3 separate regions of the Zea mays genome follow, and regions 2 and 3 are each linked to region 1. The links are chromatin contacts, called in public Hi-C maps. All regions are on one chromosome and are shown on one strand. The core of a region is the stretch at or near the end of the contact, and the rest is flanking DNA. Distances in the headings are between cores, read along the strand shown. Region 1 holds the start of LOC541805 (cellulose synthase 7). Region 2 holds the start of LOC100217287. Region 3 holds the start of LOC100284909.

Region 1 (3,366 bases), core at 561-3,060:
TCTGGTAAAGAAAGAAAAAATCAGGTAAAATCTAGTACTTGGGTCTAGTAGCTAGTAACAAGACAGAAGCAAAGATCTGCTTCTGGAAATACCAAATAGAAGGTGACATGTAGTAAATATACAAAGATACATGCAGGCAAATAAGTTAAATTTTATAGAGCACACACTATGCTGGCCTATCGTGCATTGCGATCATTGATTCATACAAACAAAGGCAAAACTAAAAATATGAATCGACCAGTTTCTTTCATTTTACTAAGAAAATTGGAAATGCTACTTTTTTGTGAGTGATAATTATGACAAAGGAAAAAATGGTATCCTGAACAGAGGATGGACTATTTTGGAAATTAATTTGGACAAATTCATGTAACCAAATAGCATAAAGCATTAAAGAGGCATAAAAGTAACAAGAATCAAACAGTTTTGAGGGTCATACAGTGGTAGATCAGCATCGTCACCATCATCACCACCACCATCATTCCCCGTCTGGTGCATCCTCTCTTGTCTCTGCTTCCAATTCTCCATCCGTTCCTTCCAAGCAACACTACCATACCCATATGCAGCAAGATCCTTGGATGGGTCCATAGACCTGGGTTGCACTGGAACACAACAACCGTTAATCAGTTACATTCAGGGCACCATGACCACAACTATGTTTTGGCTGATGATCATCCAGATACATACCAGGTAAGCTGGGATCCGCATAAGGAAGGGGATGTATCCTCTTTCCCCCACCACCCATGAAAGAAGGCACCAGCGCGTGCTGCTCCGGTGGGATGTCATCCACCTGCGATCAGACCAGAAACAAGCAATTGAGCCATTGGCACACCAATATCCCACAAACGGAGGTGGCAAGCGAATAGTGATACTTGGATTCGGCAGTAACAGTACCATCTGCCCGTTGGTGAGGAGTGGAACATTGGGGTTGAGCTGGAAAGCTTGTGGCGCGCCATTAGGGTCACCTCCACGGCCGTAGCTCATGTGGCCGTAGAGCATGGACTCGGCCACAGACTGCGAGTCATGGCCGTCCCAGTTGAACTCGTTGTCCAGGTCATCGACGCCGTCCTCCTCCTCGTCACCGGTCACACGCTGGCAGCCTGCAAACAAAGTCCGGCGCATAGGACCGAGCTGAGTGGGCAATTGAGACTAAAGAAGAATCATCGAATGCCGCCCGACTAATGCATTAGCGCCAGGGTAGTGGAGCTGCATTTCGGTGGATGGGGTTGGGGACACCCACCCTTGAGGCGCTTGTATCGAGTCTTGCACTGGGGGCAGTTCTGCGTGCCCTCCCGGCGCTCGTATTCGTAGCAGTCCCGGCAGACGGGGAAGGCGCACTCGTTGCACGCCACGAAGGGGTCCCCGCCGGGGGCAAGGCCGACGTCGTCGCCGCAAATCTGGCACACCTGCCCGTTCTGCTCCCGCGGCGGCTTCGGCTGCACGCACGCGAGCGCGCACACAGCAGACAGCAAAAGTTAGAAAGGGAAAAAAAACAGCAACGTAACGCTCGCTCCTCTCGCAAGCCAGCCGGAAAAATTGAAGCGCGCGCGTACCCCGGGATCGCCGTCGCGGCGGATGACGACGAGCTCGTTGCGGTTGTGGGAGCCGGCCACCAGCCCGGCGCTCGCCTCCATCGCTTCCTCCCCTCCACTTCCGCCGCCGACGAAGGCAGAGGATACTGACCGTAGCTCCTCTCACTCTAGCAGCAGATCCTCATCCCCGAGTGGTTTCTCACCGAACGCCGAGCCGCGCCACGCCGCACCGACGAGGGAGAAGAGGAGAGGAGAGCAGGAATGCGTGCCAGTGGCGACAGGCGTCGGTGGGAGGGGATTTAGCGAGCGGGGATTTTTAAAGAAAATTGGGGGAGAAGGAGAGGAGTGTCGGTGGGCGCAGAAAAAGGGAGGCGAAAAGAAAAAGGAAAGACGGCCAAGGAAAGGGCCGCGCCAACTACTAGAGTTGAACAGATGGAAATGGGAGGTAATTTTGGGATGGAAAGCGCTAGTACAAAAGTTTGCCGCGTTCAGAATCACAGGTGTTTTATGGATGCCCATGCGACGATTTCAACCATCTCACTTACGAAATCCGTCTTTCAAAAATTAATACGGGGATGTTTGATTAATAATGTAACTACTAACAAAATCTCATAGATCCGCATTGAAAAAATATATATATCTAGAGGCATATTATTCAGCTGCTGCGATGATGAATGCCCGACAAAATGGTAGTCAGTGATAACGCCAAGATATGGTGACAACCGAGCATAACGGCGATGCAAGAATCCTATATCTGTTGCTTACGAAATATTCGTTGTTGATATAAAATTTATATCTAGGAAAACATACATGACCATTCTCTTGGGGTAGAATAATATATGCTAGAAAATAAAAATCAAAAGTCGACTGGAAAATAACGACATGGCTCACATGGGCATTCCAATTGTGATGGAGTATATTCCTTGAGACATTTTCATTATTGATCAACATTTAATGTAATGTTTTGCTATTTCTAACGCAACACCAAATAGATGTTACATTAGTATATTGTGAATGAATGTGAAATTTTGTACCAGTAATATGGAGTAGAAACTAGTAATATAATCTTGATGATTTATGCCCACATCATTGACATGCTACTAGGAAAAAAACATCACTTTTGTTTGCAATGGTGAATGTAGAACAAAGCAGTATCAACATATAGGGCTGGACGAAAAACTCGTGGCTCGTTGGCTCGCTCGGCTCGTAGCCTGCTCAGCTCGACTAGGATCGGATCGTTTAAATTTTTACACGAGTTGAGCCAGCGTCCCAGCTCGGTTTCTTAACGAGCCAGCTCGAGCTGATCTCGAGCCAGCTCGCGAGCTAACCGAGCTGCCACATTGCAGCATTCCAATTCGGGCCGGCCTTTCACAGTTTCACTTAATCACTTGTTTGGCCCATCAGTCGTAAGCCCAGGCGGCCAGGCCCAACGCTCACCGCTCAACAGGCACCGCACACGGCCACACGGGCAAATGGCCACGGGCCACCGCTCCAGGCTCGGCAAACGGCGTACTGCTCAACTGATCCACTCCAGACACCAGAGAGGCAGAGACCAGACTCCAGTCGGCATCAGCCACTCAGCCGCTCCCGCTCAGGCCTCAGCCGCGCGCAAACCCTAGGTGTCTCGGCGTCGGCGACGGCCGACAGCGACTCGGCGGACGGCGGCTCGGCGCTCCACTCGTCTCCACCGACCACCGGCCAGGCGGAGCAGCAGTCCAGGCAGCACCGCGGCACAGCGCCAGCGGGCAGTGGCCAACCGGCCACCAGGCACCGGCATCGCGCGCGGCCGCGCGCCCAAATGGCCACCGCTCTAGGCTCCAAGCCTCCAACAGTCCAC
Region 2 (3,366 bases), core at 649-3,148, 160 kb before region 1:
AATAAAGATGCAGGATATCAGACGCATCAAGATTTTTCATCACGTGCTGGAGATGCATTAGCTTCACAAGTGTCTACAGTACCTCAACTTTCTCAAGTGCTGATGAGGGTTCAGAACGGAATTGGCGCGCATTTGATGGAGGTGGATGATCTGCCAGCCCTAGTTTCTGCCTTTGCTCCAAATGACTCCCCTTCCTTATGAAGGAATCATCTGCATCCACCATTGCATCCTTTCAGTCATGGACGGCACCATAGCCAATACCAGGCAGTACAAGTTTCTTCAGTCATCAACTCATCATGCAGTCCAGTTTAAGGTAATTACCTCTAGTTAGCATAGGACCCCTGATGGCGCCATTCTTCTTTGGCTTCCACTTTTTGGAAAATAGACCCCCAAGATCGCCCAATAGCTTCTCACTCTGAAATATTGAGCCAAAACATTTATTCAACACCTGTCACATGTCTGCAATGTGCAAAGGAGCATCCATAGTCGCAATATGCAGTTACAAAAGCCGATAGTAACAACTAACAAGCATGTCATTGTTAATACTTCCAGGTTTTAATCCCTCCCCACTAAAACTAGAATTTCTAGAGTTATTAGCGAGAATACCTGCTGATTTCAGGATTTCAGGAACTGTCCAATTCTGGTTTGAAATTGAGAGTGCTGTGCGATTATGCCCTACTTGAGCAGAATAAGGCTCGTTATTAGCATAAGATCTTTTATATCCCGGGGTTAGCCTTGTGGCTTGTGCAAATGGAGCAGCATAAACTTGCAAAAATGTTGGCGATTGCAGGTTTAATTTACCCTCTGTAAATTAGTCAGTTAGCACCTCCTCTTGTTGGGTTTCAGGGTTTCTGAAACGGACTAGATTTGAAAGAACAGTGACTATCCCCTCTTCAGGCGAACAGAACTAAGCTAGCGGTACAAACAATCTCATAAACTGATGCCACACCGCAAACGAAAGAAATTCGAAAAGGCTATAGTTACCCTGGAGAGATCCTGGTCGATGTCGACGGCCATCATGTGCGTGCGGTGGATCTGCTGCCCCTGCTGGTGGACGGTGACGAGCGTCTTGGATGCGGTGTCCCTCATCTCCTCGGCGATCCTGACGCACCCCCGCGTCCGGCGCGTGGTCTCCTCGGCCTTGTACGCCGCGTAGCCCTCCAGCTCCTGCACGGACTGGCCCTCAAGGCCGCCAGCGTCGCGGAAGTCGTTCCGGTAGTGATGGTTGGCCGCGGAAGAGAAGAGCCCGCCTCTGTCGCCGGCGCCGAAGAGAGAGGAGGAGCCCCGCTGCTCGTCCGGGGGAGGCACGGAGGACGCCCGCGCTGGCCGCTGCTGCGGTTTGTCGTCGTCGGAGTCGGAATCGAACGGGTTGGTGGCCTTCTTCTTGGGCGCGAAGAAGGATCGCTTCCCGCTGCTCATGGTGGCCGCTGGAGTACTGGTGCCGCGGCAAGTAATCGCGATCGGGAGTCGGGACTCGGGAGTGGCTGCTAGTTTCTGCTCGACCGTTCCTGTGGTGAATTGAGGAACCGGATTCATTTCACCCGGCATACATACATAATTTTTAAAAATGAAGGACCAACTCCCATGAACTGAAACACAACCGTTCCTGTGGGGAATCGAGGAACCGGGTTCACCCGACATACATACATAGTTTTAAAATTGAAGGATCGACTCACATGAACTGAAATGAAAATTCTCACGCAATATGAGAAGAACAGATAGAAAGCACAAGGATGAAGTGAAGCACCTGTACGAAGGAACGAAGCTAGCGGAGATCGAGGGATCGGCGGCTGGGGAACGGGCAGCGAACTGGGGCACACCCGGAGGAGGACGACGAAGAGCCGGCGGCGCCGGTGGGAATATAACAGTTGTGGGGGGAGACGACGAAGAGCGACAAGGATATACGCTGCCCTGGTCGTAGGGGATGCACGCGCCCTGACAGGAGGAAAGGTAAAAGAGCGAGGACACGGTCGCTCGATGGCGTGCGCCCTGACAGCAGACTCCCCGCGTCCGGCTGGATCCCATTTCCATCCGGTTTCCGTTACGGCTCGCGCTGTCGCGCACACGCGATTCTGGTTGTGAAAATTATTACTAGCTGATAGGAGCGTGCTGCGTGCGACTACTTCCTCGGTCAAGGACGCGGCGCCGGCTAGGTCAAAGACGGCATTGGATTGGTGAGGAGCGCTACGACAGCTGAGGTGCTTTCTTGTTCTGCTTTGCTTAACCCTGAGTTATTGGTGGGACTTTCGTCTTCGAAGGTTCTTAAAAACATGACTAATGTGTTTTCCAATATAATATATTATTACGAGAAATTTCGGCTTTAAGATAAAGGTGTACATGATATGAAAGACGCAATCTGAAAGAAGGATGAATCAGTTCTGAAGCTATGGATGGAGAAGCTTCGGCTTAGCACAACTATGATGATGAAGGACGAACCGACTTAAAAGGAAAAGACTGCTCAGTACTCGACAGATTACCTTTTGACTAATAGAAAATGTCAGGGACATAAATGTAATTTTACTCAGACTGCGTCCAGTGCCTATAAATAGATGAACAGTAACACTGTACTGTTCACAATGACTTGTAATCGCTCGCTCGTCACTCTTGGATTTTTGCCTTCTGTCAAGCTGAAGGTATAAATGTAATTTGATATTACTAATGTTTGTCCATGATTATATAATAATAATGTGAATAATATGATGACTTGATACAATTATTCATGTTTCCTTCTATATCTCTATTTATATTCTTACATATTGTAATGATGAAGGTATGTCCTTCATGACCTTCGTCTGAGGATCATTATACCCTAAGGGAAATAATGATTCGAAAGACGAAGGTCTTTAACCATTAACATTTGTGTTGCCTTGTTCTTAATTTATAGTATTTGATAATAAGTGACCAACATTGGCGTCCACCTCCAGTGAACTCACTTGACCACCTTCGGCAAGCTTTGACCGTCGTCATGCCGCCGAAGAAGTCATCAGGGACAGGGGTTGCATTGCAGCCACTGTACATTAATCAAGATACATTACGCGAAGCTAGGAGCCAGAAAAGGAAGGCTACCAGTCTAACACCTCAGAAGGAGGAGTTGGACCAAGAAATCAGGGACCTTGAAGCCATTCATCAACAGGTCCAGAAGAAGAAAGAAAAGATGATTCGTCTTGCCGATCTTCAGAGAAAGATTGATGAGGCTGCTGAAAAAATGTGTCATCTCACCTAAGATGACCAAGACCGAAGGCCTCAACACAGAGAGCTTCGTCAAGACAATTCCTACAACGATGATGAATGGTATGATGATTTCCATCATGACAATTTTGCTTTTAATGATGATTCTCCTCTAGCAGCAGAATTGCAGGCTACCCC
Region 3 (3,366 bases), core at 228-2,727, 140 kb after region 1:
GTTTAACCAAATGGGCAAGGCTTGAAATGTGTGACTAGCAACAAAATCAAAGTACACATCAGGAAGAAAAGTGTATTGCTCCATCCCAAGGCTGCATATACCACTTTCCAAAATGCATCTTTTACACAGAACAGATGCAACGAGTAGGTCATGATACCATTGCCAAGGGAACAAGGCACCTACGTCTATGTGCTAAACACTTTAGTGCTTTAAACAGAAGTAGCTTGAAAGTGTTTTTTTTTCATGTTTTCATCTGACAATCAGATGGTTACAGCCACACATATTGTAATGAGAAATTGACTGCAGTTGTTGAACTGCAATGTCCAGGGTGTTTCCAATTTCAGAAAGAGACGTGAAATAGCTGCCCCTTTCAATGTGTTCAGCGGCTCAGAAATTTTCGTAGCTAGGTGTTGCTTTCAATGTGTTCAACGGCTCAGATATTTTCTTAGGTTAAAATTCATTCTTACTTTTGTAGAAACAATTGAAGAAACAGTGACATATGATGCCAGACAACTAGAGAAATACAGCCAGATTTCCTGCTGCAAATGTTTCATTGTTGGGAACATTGATGATCACAAGTTTGCTTATGAATTGAAGATAATTCACCCAGATGGAGATGCAGACAATTGCAGCTTATTCGGAAATACTGAATGAAATGCACATAATTTCACGACGAGCATCATTCACATCATAATTCCCTTTCCTCCAACTCCAACATTACTGGAGTCGCACGAACATAATAAGAAAATAAAACGAGAAATAAGCGGGGGAAGGGGAGCAAAAAAGGGATCGGCTGTGTACCTCCAAGGGAGATGTAGGGTATGCGGTGGGCGCGGCCGATGTAGACGGCATCGGAGAGGACCCCGAAGAGCGGCTTGGCGACGAGCGGGAGGCTCCCAGCGTTCTGCAGGAGTTGCAGGCCGGCGGGGCTGAGCCCCATGCCGCGCGTGAGGTGGAAGTTGAGTGCCAGCCACGGGAAGCAGCGGAACCCCTGCACCCAGTACCCGACCCCGCACACCCACCACACCCGGCGCATCTCCCGCAGCGCCCCGCGCCGTTTGGCCGCGGGCGTGAGATGCACGGGCGTGGGCGCGGGTGGCGTGAGTGTCGGCGCGGCCGATAAGTCCAGGAACTGGGCCAGCCCGCGCTTCTGCCGCCGTTCCTCCGGTGTCGTCGGCATCCGGAGGCATAGCGTGACGCCGATGCAGCGCGCGTTCCTGCACGTGGCGGCGGCGGGTCGTGCGGTCGGGCTGCGGGGGAGGTGGAGGTGAAGGTGCGGTGCGCACAGCGAGAGGCAGAGCATGGTGCCGGCGTCTCCCGTCGTCCGCGCGGCGGCGGGCGGGTAGAGGGGGCAGGAATGCGGAGGCGACTTGAGCGGAGCGGGATGGTGTGTGCGGGCTTGTGGTGGGGAGGTTAAGGTGGTCCGGCGGGGCTTCGGGGAGGGAGATACGGAGAGACTTCTGGAAGACGAGAACGGCCGCGCGCAGCTTCGGGGGTTTTTTTTTCTTCTTTTTTTTCTGTCTTTTGGTGCCCAACTGCCCATGCCTTGTGGGCTCTGGACTGTAGTGGCCTGGTGGGGACGCTGGGACGCACCCCGCCTCTCGTGAAGCATTCTTGGCCTCCGATGCCGATTGTTTCATTTCCACAGGATGTTTGAACGGGGTGTGTTTATACTAGGAGTACATTCTTAGTATCTTGATGTGTTTCTGATTCAAAGAAGTAAAAAGATAAACTAAAAACCTTCTATCTGCCCCCTGCTTTTCGCATCCTAGCTGCTTTTCATTGTTCAACTTAGGCGTTGGCTCGTTTTTTAGCCAATCAACAAACAAACTCTAGGGCTGGCGTCACACGATGCAGGGGGCGTTAGAGTCCTCTCTGTGTGAGTGTGGACTGTTCGCGACTGCGTAGAGAGTTTCGGTCTTCTGCGCATAGACCGTTCACGTATGAGCGACGGAAAGTACGCGAGGCGCGCAGAGGGCTTCTTGGATCTTTTGCACCTGAATCTCGCTATCCGGAAGGGATCCATTAGGGAGAAAATATCATAGGGTTGTCCTGTGGTCGGCAGGTCACCCAAAACATATCTAAACGACGTAAAGTCGAGGAGATGTGAAGACTGCAGATGAGAAAGACTAATCTAATTAGGTGGTGCCTCAATCGGTCGTACCTCTTTATATTTATAGGGGAGGTCTGGACCCGTTCCTAGGTGCATCCCAACCGATTCCCACGCGATGAGTTGAATAAGCACGCGCGAGGAAAAGGACTCTCGCCCGAATTAATCTAATCGCGGACCGTCTGGGGCTAGCTCGTCTAGCCGTGCCAAATGTCAAATATGGTGCTCAACACATGCCTCCTACCTTTTGGATAAGCTTAAGCGAACCAAAAGCACCTAGTACAAGTTGTAAACAACTCGATGTGAATCTATCGGTTCTCTAAGCATCTTACCATATACTAGGATGATATCACTTTAGAAAGCGATCATTCAATGCATTGGGCAACTTATCTCCTTGCACCGTTTGTAATGTGTTACCAGAGATCACCTGTGTAACTTTATAAGGCCCTTCCCAACATGGGGACCATTTGCCAAACTTCCAGTCCATCCATACTCCTTAATGGCAAGATTGTCTTTTAAACTAGATCTCCAACCTAAAAAGTCTTAGCCTTTACCTTATTGTTGTAAGCCTTGGCAACTATGATCTTGTCTTTCTCAATCTCCTTTAGAGCCATCAACCTCTTGTCGATCACCAAATCAATACTATCCATCATTAGATCATGGTAGTCACCAACATCTTGATCATTTAGACTAGTAAACCTGATAGCATGCAGGCTAATCTCTATAGTTAAAATAGCTTTCTGTCCATACATGTCGTGGTTTCGGAAGCCAAGGGACAATAAGATTTGTGTTCGGCAGGGGTGCAAGTTTAGACGAAATGGTCTTGGCCTTTGTTTGAATGGCCTAAAATCAGGTTTGATGTGTAACTGATGCTCAACTAGCTCTCGGCATAAGCCTGTCATCTCATTATAACTCCAAGAAAAATAATCAGAATACTCTAATAATAATTCGATCATTTTATTCCTAGAATTGGATTTTAGGTTTTTGTTTACAAAAGACGGCCTTGGAGTGTTACCATCTCCTATGTCAACTTCCTCCAAAGGATCAGCCGAAGTAAACCCTTGTCCTAACTTGTAAATCCCTAAATTTCTCTATTGTATACACACTAGAGGAGAATGTTACCCTCCGTGGGGTCGCGGATCGTTTGGTCGTAAAGATCGGACCGTCCGGAAGGGAGACTACGAATTGCAGTCCTCTATACGGAACTTTGGGCCGTCCGTCCATAGGGGCGGACCATCTGGAAGGGCGGCTGTGAT

The links. Hi-C and Micro-C count contacts between places; a contact is called where the count stands out from the background.
Region 2: a Hi-C map of ear shows a contact between it and region 1, with 4 times the contacts expected there. The contact joins the promoter of LOC100217287 here to the promoter of LOC541805 in region 1. A contact is called at or near these places in 5 of 25 Hi-C or Micro-C datasets (ear, leaf and tassel).
Region 3: a contact with region 1 is called in a Hi-C map of tassel, with 7 times the contacts expected there. The contact joins the promoter of LOC100284909 here to the promoter of LOC541805 in region 1. A contact is called at or near these places in 9 of 25 Hi-C or Micro-C datasets (bundle sheath, ear, leaf and 3 more) and 1 of 3 datasets of contacts at active chromatin or transcription factors (leaf).

The regions. Positions count from the first base shown.
Region 1 is chr7:38,022,869-38,026,234 of Zm-B73-REFERENCE-NAM-5.0, forward strand. LOC541805 (cellulose synthase 7) reads right to left here and starts at 1,811. Exons shown (of 14, transcript NM_001111487.2): 1 at 1,551-1,811; 2 at 1,238-1,433; 3 at 892-1,097; 4 at 685-787; 5 at 437-599; 6 at 1. The coding sequence starts at 1,631.
Region 2 is chr7:37,859,930-37,863,295 of Zm-B73-REFERENCE-NAM-5.0, forward strand. LOC100217287 reads right to left here and starts at 1,899. Exons shown (of 5, transcript NM_001143638.1): 1 at 1,748-1,899; 2 at 985-1,508; 3 at 322-415; 4 at 83-210. The coding sequence starts at 1,419.
Region 3 is chr7:38,165,826-38,169,191 of Zm-B73-REFERENCE-NAM-5.0, forward strand. LOC100284909 reads right to left here and starts at 1,478. Exons shown (of 2, transcript NM_001157804.2): 1 at 802-1,478. The coding sequence starts at 1,303.